2 separate regions of the Triticum aestivum genome follow, and region 1 is linked to region 2. A link is a contact called in public Hi-C data. All regions are on one chromosome and are shown on one strand. The core of a region is the stretch at or near the end of the contact, and the rest is flanking DNA. Distances in the headings are between cores, read along the strand shown.

Region 1 (3,286 bases), core at 735-3,234, 280 kb before region 2:
AAGCAACATTGAGAATCAAAATTAGGCAGAAATTAAATGCCCGAAAGGCGAGCGGGCGCATAAACAAGGGACGATAGTTATTGCTGGCCTTACAAACTGAAAAATTACAGATTTTTAGATGATCCTAATAAACTGGAAAGGAGACATGATGACTGTTAGTTTAATAATTAACGATACAGTATCATCACGGGACAGTCTATTGTGCTTTAATGATCAATTGCATTTAAGTGGTGTCTGTTGGTTGGTCAAAGTTGAGACTTCAGTCTAATTCTTCCTTGCCAATTTCAGATATATGCTGACATGGAGGAATTGGGCGTGCGTCCAGACGAGGATACAACAAGAAGAATCGGACGAGCATTTGCAACTTCAGGCCAGGAAGATAAGCAGAAGCCTGTCCTTGAAAAACACTTGAAGAAGTGGAAGTACATCCATTTCAATGGTGAGCGTGTTCGTGTGCGGAGGGCAGGACCTTTGGCCTAGCAAACGTCCTCTGGATAGGTTCGGATGAACAATGAGTGTCGCCTCGCCTGGACATATGTGATTGCTATTGTTCTTCCGAGGTCCTATGCGAGCATGTCAGGTAGAACAAGGTGTCGAAATTGTAATGCTCTCTAGACAAATGGATAATATCATAGTGCAGGGTGAGAACTGGCATTACTAATGATGTTGGTATCCAAACATGTGTAAGTTGTGATGTTTCAGACAGGTTGCTGTCGTCTTCGGCACCATGTGCAGGAACAAAGTTTTGACGAACCAAGTTTGTTAATTAACCGCTACGGCGTGTGACATGACAGTACAGTCCTGCTCCTGATGAAGGGTGCAGTTAGCCACGCAGATCAGATCTTGTGTTCCAAACTTCCAATGCTGGCATCCAGTGAGGTCGTCATCGAGGGCGTGACTCCGGTGCTACAATGTATGCCTGAGTTGCAGGTGTTAAGTGTGGAACCATCTTCGCCTATATCGATGGTGCTCTCGAAGGTGGGCTCGCTTGGGGCGGTGACGGTTGCCTCGACGCCCTCTCCACCTCCGTTGAAGCCTAGTCAGTCGGAGTATGCATGTGTGGAGGGTGATGGTCCAGACATGGTTAACACGCGATCGCTTGAACCCTTTGGAGGTGTGGTTCCTATGGCTGATAAAATTGTTGTGGCCGGAGTGTTGGTGCCTAATCCTGGTGTCCTTTTAGCCACCAAGATTTGTGAATTCGTAGCCAACCTGGACTCTAAAAATTCTGGAAAGACGATTGGATGCCTCTTGGAGGAAAAAGCTTTGAGGGAGAAGCACAAGAAGGGTGGCGCTAACTCTAGATCTGGCATCCTCAAAGAGAAATCTTGCAGGAGCAAAAGCAAGAAGGATAGCGCTAGAGGGGAGGCGTAAATGGTTCCATGATGGATGGTTCTCGGCTTTCTGAGTTGCAGACGTGTGCTCGGTCATGGGGGTGGTTTTCGTCGATGTGTTTTCCTCGAGTTGCATTATGTCGATTGGTTTTCTTTTGCAGTATAGGGACCCATATGTTGTGGGTTGCAGTAGTAGTGTGTTGGGTGCTTCGGTCCTGTGGCTCCATGATTCGGGAGTAGTTCACATGTGGATGGGGTCGTGCTTTTGAGCATGGTTGTGATGGTTTTCGTCTGGTTTTCCATAAATTAACTAGGTAACTCTCTTCTTCTTAATTAATAGATAAGGCAAAATTTTTGCCTCCGTTTAAAAAAATAAATGCTGGCATGCTTTGCACCAGCGATTTCACTGATGTTAGCGGCTGCATCTGTGGCGAGACGAGTAGGGTAAGGTCTGCAAGGACGTGGAGTCGTGCTGCTTCGGTGCTGGCTGCAGTCTCCTACAAATGGCTGCGTCCTCAATTTGCACGCTAGTCTTCTTTTCCACGCGCAACTCCAACCAAATTTTGGGGCGCTGGTTTGCTTGGCTCGGTTGTCTGTCGTCCCGTTGCGTTGTGCGCCTGGAAAGTGACAATGCCAATGCGGATGGATCACCGGAGGCGACAAACCCGAAGCCTCCGGAACTAGCACCGGTGGATGCGAGCCACCCGCCGTGCGCGGCGCTGGTTCGCTGCCTCATCAGCCTCGCGCTCTCCTCGCCTACCCTTGAACTGAAACCAATGCCACAGGTTTGCCGCGTAACAAGGAGCACAAATTGGAGGCAAGTCTGGAAACTTCCGTGTCCTAGTAGAACTAGGAGGTTCTACACAAGACCGGAGCTAAATTTTTTCAACGTGTTCTTTTCTCCTTCGTTTTGACTATACATTGAGATGACGTTGTGTTCGATAAGAAAAAGGAGGTTCAGTTCTATGTGCAGGTGTTGCTTTCGTGTATCACAGTACCAGTTGGTTGCGGTCTTGGCTATATAATAACGTGTAGAGCAACTTCAACGGACCGATCCAAACAGACGGCGCATTTATTCTTTTTTATCGTTTGAGTCGGCCGCCCGCCTGGCATCCATTCTGTTTTGTATTTGGATCGGCCGTCCGCCTAACGCGCCGACCCATTTTCATGTCCGCATTTAATTTTTAAAGAAGGTCTGCTGCGCATAGATTAATGCCAACGGTCATGCCTCATGTCGACACCATGCCGACGCCTGCATACATTGCCGCTTTCAAAAAATATCACCACATAGTTCGCGCTGGCGCACTCGCCAGCGGCCGGCACACATGCCAGCACAAAAAAGGGGTGGGACTTGAGTTCGACCACGCCATCGCGGCCCCATGGTCATGCCAGCACACAAGCTGACATACAAAAAGGAAGGCGCTCGGGGCCACGAGATCACTGGTCGGTGAACTTGAGCACGTTGGCCTGCATCTTCTCGAACCACGGCCTTTTTCTTGGCGACACGGTGTTAAGATCCACCTTCATGATCTTCACCCCGGTCATCATGCTCGCGAGAGCCACTTCTTTTGCCTTGGTCTTGCGTTGGTGGCCTCGATCTGTAGCATCTTGGCTTGCTTCTCCTCCTTCAGCTCAAGCATCTTGGCTTGCTTCTCCGCGTCCATCTCAAGCCTCCTCCTTTGAATCTCCATGAAGGCGTTCATTTGCTCTTCTTTGAAACGCCGACGCTCCTCCTCCCTTGAGCCCTTCTTATTCATCATGCCCTCCATGCTTGCGATCAAGGCGTTGGATGCCGCATCCCGGTTGTCCTCCTTCTTGGAGTTGGTCTTCCCCCGCGGCCGTGCCGGCTCGCCGTCCCCAACCTCCTCCACAGCTTGCTTCCCCCCACGCGACTTGAAGGCGACATATTGCGCCTTGAACTTCTCATCGTCCGTGATGACCCGAAAGCAATG
Region 2 (3,159 bases), core at 551-3,050:
AATGACGATTAATGACAAGAACAATATGGGAAGATATGCGGCTTGTTTATAAATATACTCTATTTGTCTACAATGATCTTGTACTTTTTGTATTTCTGCCCTATATTTCCTTGCAAACAAAAACCTAGGCCTACATATTCAAAGACCAGGGGTTCAAAACAGACATGAGAATGACGGAGGGTTGTACATCACAAAATGCTAAAGTTAGCGTGATGGCGAAGAGATGAGGGGAGCCCGCGGGGGGGGGGGGGGGGGGGCTGGTGGAGGTAACGTGACAGTACGAGCGGGGATGATGTGCGCCTAAGGCGGCACTACCCAACAACTCATGTGAGGCAAGTGAGGTGGATGAAAGGGACAACCATGAGAGATGACTCGTGACATAAAGATATTTCTTGCAAACAAAAACCTAGGCCTACATATTCAAAGACATCAAAAATAGATATGGGGATGAAGGAGAGTTGTTCGTCACCAAATGTTGGGGTTAGTGTGATGACAGAGAGGTGAGGGCACGCGTGAGGGGGTGGGGGTAGGGGTGCTAGTGGAGGTAACGTGACACTGCGAGCAGGGATGATGTGCCGCGGAGGCGGCACTACCCGACAACTCATCGTGAGGCAAGTGAGGTGGAGTAAATGGACAAGCACAATTGATGACTCGTGACATAAAGACTAGCGAAAGACTGACACTCAACCATCCTTGGAAAAATCGATCTCATGAGTGATAAAAAATAGTGGCCTTCGTTGTGTGTGGGTTTTGATTTCATATATGTTTGTTAGGGATAATCGCATGTATGTGTGGTTGTACGCTACATATTGCTATGCCAACACAAAGTTAGGGATAATCCTTTTTTCCCATTGAAACGGAGGAGATGCAATTTGTGTGCCAACAATAGTCTGACTATCAAACAAAGATGTTCTTTTTTAATTTGAATAATTTGAATATTGCTCACCATGCCTCCCGCGCGGTCCAACAAAGATGTTAGATGGTCATTTTTCCGCCATTCAATTCCAGGCAAACAAGAAAACATGGCAACTAAAGAAAACATGAATTTTACCCCGGAAGAATATATTCCTACAAACAAGAGAAGACATATGTCCACACGCTTGTTTCATCTTATATTGGATAAATGTTTGTGCTTTGCAACAGAGTATAATCATTCTAATATATTAGTCTATGTGACTGCCTGTAATCATCATTAAAATCTTAGAGATTTTTGTATGTAATCATCATGATCTAACTGTCATATTACTATTAAGCACTTATTTGGTAAGATTTTGTTGACTTACCAAAGAAAATATTAGTTTATTTTTAAAATAATACCATTGTACATGCCCTTACATCACATCATCATCGCATGCACCCATCGCATGCCCTCAAGGGCCATGGCTGCAGGCTGCAAGCTGCAAGCCCGTCGCGTGGCAAGACTTTGCCCTGAACGTGCACGCAGTACGATTACCATAAAATAATGTCATTTTTAAAAAGCTGCCTTTTTTTTTGAGGTAATTTTTGAACTTATTTGGTATGGTCCCTCGTATGGCATGTCTCGCCTCTCGATTTAAACCGATCCGATCCAAGTCCAACTCGACACCACGTTTCTGACCCAGAGCAGTCAAAGAACAGACCCATACATAGGTACCCCGCAAAAAAAAAAGACCCATACATAGGAAACGCAGCCCGGGGCCCATCGCTCAGCGACCGAAGCGGATACGTAAACGCCCCCCTCGCGAGCGCCGGAGCCTCGCAGCAGTTCGGACCGCAGGGAATCCCCGCTTGCTCGCGTGGATATATTCGCTGACACACCGGGCCCACAACGCCGCGCCGCCGGCCCCCCTCCCCGTTATTTATCAGCCCCCCGCCTCAGTCCTCACCTGTCCTCGCCCCACCCCTGCGCAGCGCATACACACTGCGCACGGCCGCAGACCTCTCGGGTCGCCGCCCGCCCGGACTCCTCCGCCGCGAGACATGGCCGGCACGGGCGACGACGCCGGGATGGACGAGGTCCAGAGGCGCCTCATGTTCGACGATGAGTGAGCGCCCGCATCCTATCCCTGTCCTGCCTTTTCTCTCTCTCTCTCTCTCTCTCTCCTCCGACTCTCGTTGCTTTTTAAGTTCGAATATCTCGCCGGGTTGTGCCGAGATGCGCGCATCTGGATTTGTCGGCCTGGTTTCACGTATGGGGTTTGAGCTTTCGGTCTCTATTGTTTGGCTGCTTCGTTGGATCTCGTCGGGGATCAGGACGGGAGGGTGCGGGATTTGAATTCTGAACATTGGGTCCTGTACTCGTCTTGCCGTCTTGGTGTGATGACTTGGATCATCACGGGAGGGTGCGGTTGGCTTGTGTGTCGGGGAGGTACGAGGCATCGATCTCGTCCTATATATACGGTGCGGGAGACCGCTGCCCCAGAAAATCCGGACATGCCATTGCCATGCGACGAGGGCACTCTAGTGCAGCCTCTGCGTTTGGCTACAAAGTACTCCCTCCGTACTAGTGGCAGAAAACGTTATATTATGGGACGGAGGGAGTATATATCATAGCATCGTAACAGGAAGAAACAGCTAGTGTACTACTCCCTCCGTTCCAAATTAGATGACTTTCATTTGTCTAGAGATGGATGTATTTAGACACTAAACAAGTATAGATACATCCATATGTAGACAAGTGGGGGTCAAGTATTTTGGAACGGAGGGAGTACTATCAAAGCAGAGGTTTGACCCCTCTTAGGACTGCCTGTTTGTTTTAGACGACAAGCAGGCACCTAGTTCTTTGCAAAAATCGTCCATGTTATAAATGTGCTAAACGTGATCTGAGGTGGTGGTTTACAAGTTCCATAGCCTGGAGGCCATACAAAAACGCTCAGATTACGAGCAGTACAAATTTAACTGGAAGCCGGAGATTGCGTGAAGGCGAGCGTGCATCAAAGATAAATTTCCTTACGAATTAGTGAGGTTGTGTTGTACTCCCTCCGTTCCAAAATAGATGACTTAGAGGTCATCTATTTTGGAACGGAGGGAGTATTTCTATACTATAAATCTCAAAAAATCGTGGCTGCAGTATACAATGTTACACACCAATAATCGGAATGAAAATCAATGGTATGTGGGACACATAAAAAGAACATGTGCCGCAATTTTTCTTTTCTCGAACTTCACTCTTTTTGTTTC

What was found. A called contact is a pair of places that touch in the nucleus more often than the background predicts.
Region 1: a contact with region 2 is called in a Hi-C map of leaf, with 3 times the contacts expected there. The contact joins the enhancer-like site here to the promoter of LOC123044608 in region 2. A contact is called at or near these places in 2 of 5 Hi-C or Micro-C datasets (both in leaf).

Annotation. Positions count from the first base shown.
Region 1 is chr2B:251,303,094-251,306,379 of IWGSC CS RefSeq v2.1, reverse strand. It overlaps LOC123044609 (pentatricopeptide repeat-containing protein At4g18975, chloroplastic), which reads left to right. Exons shown (of 5, transcript XM_044467402.1): 5 at 289-725. The coding sequence ends at 480. Among protein-coding and RNA genes, the nearest start is that of LOC123044609, 7.3 kb to the left of the region's middle. Within about 2 kb of position 1,984, at least 1 of the 8 cell types and tissues checked has an H3K27ac peak or open chromatin away from gene starts, as enhancers often do. A contact at or near this core is called in leaf, where this site is marked.
Region 2 is chr2B:251,026,826-251,029,984 of IWGSC CS RefSeq v2.1, reverse strand. LOC123044608 (isopentenyl-diphosphate Delta-isomerase I) reads left to right here and starts at 1,800. Exons shown (of 7, transcript XM_044467401.1): 1 at 1,800-2,024. The coding sequence starts at 1,960.